Linked DNA regions of Sus scrofa: region 1 is linked to region 2. Evidence: chromatin contacts called from public Hi-C data. All regions are on one chromosome and are shown on one strand. The core of a region is the stretch at or near the end of the contact, and the rest is flanking DNA. Distances in the headings are between cores, read along the strand shown.

Region 1 (4,894 bases), core at 261-2,760, 96 kb before region 2:
AGGATGCTGGCTCATACTGCGTCGTTAGACTGAATCCAATACTCATAATCATTGACGTAGTTACAGGGCAAGAACTTCCCAGGTCTTCAGGGAGATGGATTACTATTTATGGAGCCTAATTTTTTCATGTTGGCTGTCAAGAGAAAGATTTGCCAAGTTCCCTTTTTGCTTAGACTTAAATCTAGATGTATCTTCCTGGTGACAGTCTGTCACAGAATGACAATGGTGAGCCTGACATATTTGGGCAGGACCTAACTGGGTGAGCTTCAGAGCTGTTTTCAAGTTGCTGTGTTTGTGACCAGATGGGAAAAAAGAGCATTTGCACATGAGCGATTATACCAGCAGGGCATTGACTGAGAAGTTGGTGTTCGGTGCCATGGGAATGACCACTGGCCATGGCTGGAAGTGGAAGCTGGGTTCTAGGCAGAATCACTGGGCAGGGAACCTGTATTCTATTTTTACTCCTTCATGACTCACTCATCTCTGGGTTCATCACCAGAACTCCCCCTGGGGGGATTTTCTACCTGTGACTCATCATACCATGTGGGCCTCTCCCATTAACCAGGGAAATCAACTTAAATTTAGCATCAAAAACTATTCTGAAAGGAAGAGACGTTCATAAGACAGCAGCCTCTTCTGTTTTTGAGGAGGAAAGAGGCCTTCCCACAAATACGTTAAGGTCCTGGGTGATGGGTGATGTGGTCAGTGTCACCTGTCGATCCTTTAGCACCAGGCGGTGGCCCTGCCAACTCTCTACCCCACTTCCCCTCCCACAGCCCCATTACCTAGCTGCTCCCTAGACACGCTTCCCAGGCATTAGTCAGGAAGCCATGAGACAAAGAACAGCTTCAATCCTGGAATAGTTATCCCCACCTGCTGTACCACTGATTGTCACATTCTCACGCATGCAAATACTAAACTCTGAGAAGATCCAGAATCTTCTTTGCTCCACTGCCATCCCAGTTCTTGACCTCGCTTGTAGGTGCGTCTATCTACAGCACATCTGTGATTCTTGGATACATCACAGCTTCTCTGATGATCCCTCCTGAGAAGAGGATCAGATTCCTTTTTTTTTTTTTTTTTTTTTTGTCTTTTTAGGGCCACACCTGTGGCCTGTGGAAGTTCCCAGGCTAGAAGTCGAATCAGAGCTGCAGCTGCTGGCCTACACCACGGCCACAGCAACACAGGATCCGAGCCACATCTGCGATCTAGACCACAGCTCATGGCAACACTGGATCTGCAATCCACTGAGCAAGGCCAGGGGTTGAACCCGCGTTCTCATGGATACTAGTCGGATTCATTACCCCTGAGCCAAAATGGGAATTCCAAGGATCAGAGTCTTTATGCTGCTTCCCATAAAGGAGTGTGTCCCTGGCCCAGAGAGGCTCCTGTGTGAGCGGCGCTTCGTGCAGGACCCCAGAGTAGACCAGACTTCTCCTCCTCCTCACCTTGACCGCATCTCCACCTCACGAAGACCTCGGCCCCCCAGCTCCCTTCTCCTGCAAACAACAGTCTTCCCTCCCTTAATCCTGTTCATACCACCTCTAACAGTGGCCACCAAAAGATGCTGCCTCTAGAACATGCTGAAGAGGGAACCACAAATGCTGGAGGAACATCCTGACTCCTGCGCAGAGTCAGTCTGTCCTGGGCGCGACACGAATTGACAGCAAATGTATGTAAAGGCAGGTCGGGCTGAGCCTCTCCGAACAGGAGATGGCAGCAGCACCCAAGGCATCTGGGCCACGTCCCCAGTCCTAACAAAGGGCATTTCCTGCCTGTTCGTCAATCCCGGGGTTTAGTTCTGCCTCCCCGAAGCCAAGTTGTAGAGTCCCACAACTATTGGAGAACTAAAAATTGCTCACGCAGAAGGCCGAACAACCAAATGAACAAGGAGGGAGCCGCTATTAAGTCTCACTGCAAAGGAAAGGAGCCCCCAGAAAGCACAGACGCTCCTCCTAGACTGGCGTTAGTGGGAGTTTGGCAGAGAGCAAGGGTGTGAGATCTAGTGCACAATCTTACTGAGACTTTGAGCAAGTTATGCAGCAGAGTTGATTCAGCCTGTGCCCTCGTGTGGCTTAAGGGGGTGAGGAGGTCCTCAGAGAGGGTCAAATAAGATCCGGGAAAACTTTGCAAATTATTGCAAGCTAAAAATATTCAAGGAAGACCAAGTTGTTGCTTTATTCCTACACCTCCAAATATCCCAGAGCACCTTTTTTCCTTTGTTGTTTTTTTTCATCCAGGTAGTATGGCCAAAAGCAGTTTGGCCATGGGTCTATTATTTCTCTGACAATTGTAATTTCCCAGGGAGTTGTGGCAAACAGATTACATGGTAATAGCTCTAAGTTCTTTGCTTCATCCTGGGTCTACAAATATGCTCTCACCCAGGCTCCTGTCATCCGTTGTCTTGATTTATGAAATCTTCTGTTCTCTGATCACATGTCTTGCCCATGTCTCCTTTAAAATTTATGAAATGTGGCTGCAAGGTCAAATTTTTCATCGTTCCAGCATAACATTCTCAGGTGTAATCATTACTATCTTAATCAAGCAGGCAGTTAGTTCCACAATAGTCCGTTTAATTCACTAGATAATTGCTCAGCCTTCACTGTATAATCCCCATCCTGTCCCTTGCTAGGTTTCCAGAACCACTGTGTTGTGGTCTGAAGCATCTATTAATTTGTCACATGCATTACTTAAAAATTTGTTTCCAGTCAAGTATTTGATGGATCAAGTGCTGCGTGTAAATTAGGAAAATAGAACTAATCTTATAATCAGTTTCACTTGGAGTAAACACATCAGCCAGGAAAGTTGTCTGGGCTTCCTTATGCTCATAGACCCTTTGCAAAAGTTGGAAAAAGGAAATCTAAAAAAGGATTGCAGAACCAACTTGGTATTAAGGTAGAAGATTTATGAGGCAGGCAACCACAACAATTTTTGACGTCGTTAATAAGAAAGAGATAAATTATTTCACTTTTCTCCACTTGTGACCTAGCATATCCACAGTAAAATGAGACCTTACCAGACTGGTCCCTGAATAGCCAAGAGGTATAGAAATTTCCAGCACAGCTTTCTTAGTGAGTGGGATACAGCAAAACCATCACCTGAAGCCAGTCCTCAGTTTCATTATTTATTCTGCTGCCTTGATCATTTTTCTGCACTCATTTGGCTTGAAGGCACAGACATTCCCTGTTGATTATCTCGACTTGGCAGTGGGTTTCTGCTACACATTTTGATTCCTAATATGGTAGCAGGAGAGGGTTTTGTATGAGTTCCAGCGAGTTTCTCTGGACTTGTGGAATGCAGTGAGAAAAGAATCCTACAGAGATGAAAACATGAACATTTGCATTGATAAAGAGAGAAGTTAAAGAAAGAAAAAGAGACGTCGTTCTAAAAATATATCATTTTTTCTTTTTTATACTCTGGCCGCTTTCATTTCTAACAATGTCTTACAGTTGGGGGAATGCAAGAATTAATTAATATGATTTGCTTTTTTTTTTTTTTAGTTGGTTATATTGTCATACCATTTCAAAAATCATTTTGTAATGCCTGAGCATTCTTGCAGAAGCAGCACTAACAAAATAAACGTTTCATCGCCGTCAAGGTTTCAATCTTTTAAACACCCAACCACACTCTTCTCCACATAATGATGAAATTGAGAAAATAAGTTGCATGTCTCCAAAACAGAGCAATAGATTATGCTGTCCGTTCATGGCACAAATTATACTGTTTTTGTTCCTTTCTGTGGCAATATGACTTAATGCTAAAGAATTCATCTATTGACTGTTTCAGAGCTCAATACAGTTTTTCTCTCGAAGTCATAAGTTAGTTGACAGAAACATTCATTTGGTAAAAATCCCTTTAACAATACATCCCAGATGGCAGCCTCCTCTAAGTTGGAGTTGAGAAATAGGGCTCTTTTTTCCTAAATATTTTTTTAAAGCCTCTGTACTTTAACAAACCACGTTTTCACTGGTGTAAAAAATCTCATTATGTTCATCATCATTAACATACCTTTTATATTTAACTTTTATATAATTAAGAATTATATTTGGCAGCTATTGCCTCCACATTGGCTCTATTAACACTTGAAATCATGTGTAGATGGGCTTATCTGCTGCATCCAAAAAAAAAAAACATGCTGATGAGAGTCACCTAGAAATTCAAGAAATTCGACGCAATAGTGCAGGTACCTTGAAACGATGGTTTTTATGATGCTCCATATCTTTTCTTTTCCTGGACGACTGACTCCAAGAAGCCCTTCAGTAGGGGGTTTAATGAGTTAGCAACAAACACAATTAGTCTGTGTGTGTGTTAGGCCCAGGCATGATTACAAATACCTGAAGACCCCAAAATAACTGTGGTTTAAAGAACGAGAAACGACTGTTTCTATCATATGAAATAGCATGAAGGTGAGCAGTCCAAAGCCGAGTGGGGCCTCCATCTGTCACAAGAAGCCTACAGCCCTTTCTCTTCTGCCGTCCTCTGAATGCGGCTCCCTTGTCACGGACCTGGGGCAGCCAGTACCTCCATGTGAGAAGGAAAAGGGGGAAAGTGAGGTCATTCCATGCCCTTCAGTGAAAATTCTCAACGTCCCACATAGGACGGCTACGTTCATCTCAGTGATCGACATCCAGTCTTGAGCACCTGACCTGCACGGGGAGCTGGGAAATGTAGCCTTTTATTCTGGGGACGTGCCCAGCTAAAAAGCGGGGTGCTGAAACTGAGGGAAAGGGGCAAAGAGGATATTGGAGTAGGCAACACAGTCTCCATCAGAGATGCATGGGCTCCTTGACTCGCTGTCATTGTCTGAGTCATAAATAACATACTTTTCCAGATAGATCCATATTGACTTATTTGGATTAGAATCGCTGTTGTGTTTCACTAAAGTAAATATACA
Region 2 (4,708 bases), core at 2,189-4,688:
ACTGGTGACGAGAATTTGACAAAATGGTGTGAAAGTGCCGTGAGAGAGCAGCTGCTGGGGACTGTGCTCTTGGCCGACGCCAGGACCTACGCTGCTCCAGGAATAGCTAAGCCACCCACGAGAAGCCCATACCTGTCGCGGGTCACTGGTTTAAAATGGACATAGGCAGGAGTTCCCAACACGGCTCAGAAGGTTAAGAACCCGACTAGTACCCATGAAGATGTGGGTTCAATTCCTGCCTCACTCTCTGGTTAAGGATCTGGTGTTGCCATGAGCTGCAGTGTAGATCATGGCGGCAGCTCGGATCCAGCATTGCTGTGGCTGCGGTGTAGGCCAGCAACTGCAGCTTGGATTCAAACCCTAGCCCAGGAGCTTCCATGTGCTGCACATGCAGCTGGAAAAAAAACAAAAACCAAAACCAAAACCACAAAAACAAACAAACAACAAACAAACACCACGTCTTTTTTGAAGAGAGAAACAAAATAATTGGAAAGAAAGATTCTGGGAGGACCTAAGGCTGTTCAAGAATCCCCTCCCCGATTCTTCATCCCTCAAACCTACTTTCTTGCACAGAAGCCTCAGGCACAGCTCGAGAACCACATCTGCCTTATTCTACCCCGTCTCGCTTCAGGATTAATGTTACTCGGTGTCCTTGCGGATCCCGCTCCGCCCTCCAGGGGTCAGGTCAGCTTCCTGACCTTCGCTGTGAACCAACAGCACTGGATTTTTTTTTTTTTTTTTCAATTACCAAGACCCAGGTCCCAGGTCCAGGTCCAGACTGATTGGCTCTAGAATGACGCCAGAGCCGAGGACCGGGATGTCACCGCATAGCAAACGTCTGTCTCCCACTTCATGTCAAGACCTGTGGAGGAAGGCCTGCAGGTACCACAAAATTCCACCCCACATTCCCCGTCTGGGGAACTTAGGGATGGGGGGAGGCCTTCGAGCAGGAACTGGAGACGGTCACGTGTTAGATGCGCTTCTTTGGTAACAGAGGAGGGTGAGAAACGGACAGGGTGGCCTCTTGGAGGAGAGAGTCCTGAAGCGGGGCCGCCGTCTGCCCACCAGCTCCCCCTACGGACAAGGTGGGTGTGGAATCGGGGCCCTCGCAGGATAAGAATGAGCTGGGCTGGTGCTTCCCGCCCTTACCGCCCAGGTGAGGTTCGGAGGCTGGCTCTGGTCTGAACGGAGGCAGAGCGTTGAGACTGGAGGAGGGAGCCAGAGAGATGCTGCAGCTGAGAGAAGGTGCTAGAAGGTGGGCTGCATTGCCCTCTTGGGAGCAGCAAGAAGAAGAGCTTCCGCTTGGCTCTGACGGACTCCAAGGACGGAGGCCGGGCTTCAGCCGCCTCGCTTTCCCCTGATGCGATGGGTACCACGGCCGAAAGAGGACATGGCACCTGAGGGAGGGCTCCACCCGGAGCGTGGCCAGGGGCGGCCTGGGCACCCCTGAGGCACCAGCACATGCGCCCCCAGAGAGACACTGCTCTCAGACGCTTCTGCGTGGGACGCTCAGTGTCGGCCAGATGAGCAGCCACCGCCTACGGAGAGGAGACGCGGGCACAGGACCTCGCTGGAAGCAGACCAGCCAGAGGGGTCACTGCCAGCTTCAGCTCCTACATCAGAGGGCACCACAGCCAAGGGCGCGGGGGTGGGAGGGGCCTGGCTTCCTGAGGGGTGGGCACGAGCAGGAGGCGGCCTCTGAACAGAAAATGATTTTGAAACTACAACGAACACTCCCGAGTCTTGAGATTTCAGCGACACTTTGAAGAAAGTGGGAGAATCAGGCTGAGACGCCGTCAAGCGCGTCCAAGCCCGCAGGCGGAGAGTTTGGGGAGGACGCAGCAGCGATTACGGGGAAAAGGAAATCCTTGCACGTCTACACCCCGACACAAGGACAGGCTCACAGAACCGGCCACACAGGCTAGTCTGTGCACCCCTTGAGTGTGAGGGACGTGTTGCCCGTCCCAAGGGGCACGGTCATGTGTCCCGGGAGACGTTGATGGAGACGGAAGCGACCCAGGGTGATGCCGCCACGTGGCTGCAGTGTTTGCGGGGAGCAGTAAGTTTTCCTCAAGAGCCAGATACGCCTCAGGATCATGGGTAAATCCTGATTCCAAACCGGAGCCTCCTGTGACACCGTCAACCACATCATGGGATCCGCGTGAGACTCCGAGAGTCACGAAAGCGGGTGGGGGCGGGGGCTGACCGGTGCCCTCGTAAGGAGGAGCGTTCCATGCAAACGCTCATGACCAAGTGAAAAGGGAGTGTGACGAGAGAGCCAGCCGGGGACGCGGTGACGGGTCTGAGTCAAACGCCCAGCATGGTCCGCTTCCTTTCCTGGGATGAAGTAAGACGCCGGGAAGGTCCAGGGTGAAGCAAACCCAGGGCCAGGGCCCTGCACCCCAGCCCTGAAAACACGGATGGCAGCACACTTGCCTCCCCGTGTTTACCGACTCTGCTGAATCCGACTAAACCAACACAGCAACCCACCTCCAAGACGAAGAGCCACGGTAACTCTGAGTATCTACAGCCGGCCACACGATCCCTTGGCCCCAGGCCTCTCTGTTCCCGGGTCAGCGGGCAGGCAAGGACTCGAAGAGCAGACCGGCTTCAGAACCCGATCCTCGGCCCGAGGGCCTTGTGATCCGAGGTGTTTGTGAAGCCCCCCCCACCCCCCGGCCCACACTTCCCTTCCGTGGGCCCAAAAAGCAGCGCCTGAGATGCTCCGCATGCCTGTCCTGCCCTAAGGGCTGCAACAGCCCTACACATTCCTCCCACAGGCAGCCGGGGAGCTCGCAGGGCCAGCGCCCTTCCGTGTGCCCTGCACAGCCCCAGTGTTTGAAAGGATGACAGGCCCAAAAAAAGAACCCAGGAGAAGAGCGGAGGGTGCCAGAGAGGCCGCTTGGTCTCAGGAGCCTTTGCAGGGGCTGGGGGCCACCCCCACCCTCAGCCCCCCAGCATAGAGAAGGACTTACCTCGAAAGGGAATGCAGGCCAGAAGCAGCAGGGGCAAAGCTTCGGCGGCTAGAAAGGAACCCGGGGCCCTGGTCCAAATACGCAGTCAAGATTTGTCACTAGCATCCCTTGCTGGAAAGCTGGGGCAAGGGGTTTGCCCCGAGGCCCAAACTGGACCTCAGTCGGCCGGTCCGTCGCTAGGGCCCCAGAGGTGAAAGCCGTGGGCAGGAATCCTCTCCCTTCCCGTCTCTCCCCCTCCCTCCCTCGCCGCCTCCTCCCTCTCAACAACACACCGCTGGGGAGCTGATTGGGGTCAATTTGCCGCAGACCTTGGGTCCACCTGCAGCTCGTTCGTTTATTTCTCGGGAAAACCACCAGAGGGCGGTGTGGTCACCGATCCCGCACCCGCTCCCGGTTTCCTCCGCCGCCTGTTCAGGCAGGCGCGTCAGTACATCCTGTGACAGGATGTTTCAAAACTCTTCCTTCAATTCTCATTGTAAATACACTACCTCGGGGCGGATCCATCCAGATGCACCTCCCAGCGCAGCCTGAACTGCCCGGGTCAAAGGTTCTGTTCTATCTGTAATGATCTTGCTCAAGTGTGCAGCCCAGAAGCTGGAGCTTAAACTTGCATTTCTGTCCTGCATTTCTGCTGAAGTTTGGAAGTTCTCTCCTAGGCTGCCGTCGGGAGCAAAAGGAGTTAAAAATCTGCACAGCCTTCTTTGTACAAAACTGTGCTGTGTTTCCACGTTCAGGTTACAAGTGTTTGGCTTGCTCAAAAGCAGGGCTGCCCGACCGGTCAGAAGCTATTAGTAGACTCGTCATATGTGCAAACATGAGGGAGCAAGAGCCACGTTTCTCTCTGCTGGAGGCACTGGGAGTGTGAACTGGAGGCCAGGAGATTTGGGCCTAGTTAGTGTGCCAGAAAAAACAAAGTCGCTAGCAGCTTTGGGCTTTGGGGGGGGGGGGCAGAATTCCCCTTCCCGTGACTCAACAGCACCCCGAGGCACAGGGGACGGGCCGTCTCTGGCTCCTCTGGGATCCGCATTGGAAGAAGCCATGCAAACGAAGCCACTGAGGGCAGGTCCGGGTGAAATGATAAGTCAGGGTGTATCCGAGGCGTCGGGCAAAGGCTAGGGCGCGGGCAGAGAGGCGCCCCAACACCAGTGCTGCACTTCTTCAGACAACCAGCACCTCCCGATACCAAGCTCGTCTTCCGTTTATCAGCAGAGGCAGATAAGGTGAAACATCTGCAGCCAGAGGGACATCTGGAATTTTCCTGCCAGGCCGAGATACCATCCAGCGTTCAAGTGGGCCATATTTGGACAGGGCTGCTGTGTCCTTCCTCTTATCTTTTGTATTTCCACGGCCGTTTAGCGACATGAGCGCCCTTTACACAAGGTCAGCACTGTTTACTCAGACTTGCCCAAAGGCCTCGCTCCTGCTTCCTATTCTCTTCCCTCAAAGGATCAGGAGTTCCTACCACGTCTTGAGGGGAAAACGCCCAGAGGAGACGTTTATTGGAGTGAGTTGGGCGGGGATTCCAACTCAACAAAAAAAGGAGGATGGAGCTGAAAAGCAGCCCCACACTTGAAAGACGATTATTTCACCAGGAAGCTCCCAGGGCTGGGCCCCCCCGTGGGCTTCACAGCGGCAAACGGAGAACAAAGTGGAGAAAGACAAACCAAGTTGGGAGAACAGGCTGTGACTCCTGACAGCAAAACCTGACCAGGCGGAATGTTGGCAGAGGGTGG

What was found. Hi-C and Micro-C count contacts between places; a contact is called where the count stands out from the background.
Region 1: a contact with region 2 is called in a Hi-C map of omental adipose tissue, with 1.6 times the contacts expected there. A contact is called at or near these places in 13 of 47 Hi-C or Micro-C datasets (alveolar macrophages, brain, embryonic fibroblasts and 8 more) and 1 of 2 datasets of targeted methods (skeletal muscle).

Annotation. Positions count from the first base shown.
Region 1 is chr5:101,912,932-101,917,825 of Sscrofa11.1, reverse strand. All of the region lies in intron 10 of SYT1 (synaptotagmin-1), which reads left to right. Among named protein-coding and RNA genes, the nearest start is that of PAWR, 220 kb to the right of the region's middle.
Region 2 is chr5:101,818,906-101,823,613 of Sscrofa11.1, reverse strand. It overlaps LOC102165008 (a long non-coding RNA gene), which reads right to left. Exons shown (of 4, transcript XR_002344360.1): 1 at 2,976-4,708. Among named protein-coding and RNA genes, the nearest start is that of PAWR, 130 kb to the right of the region's middle.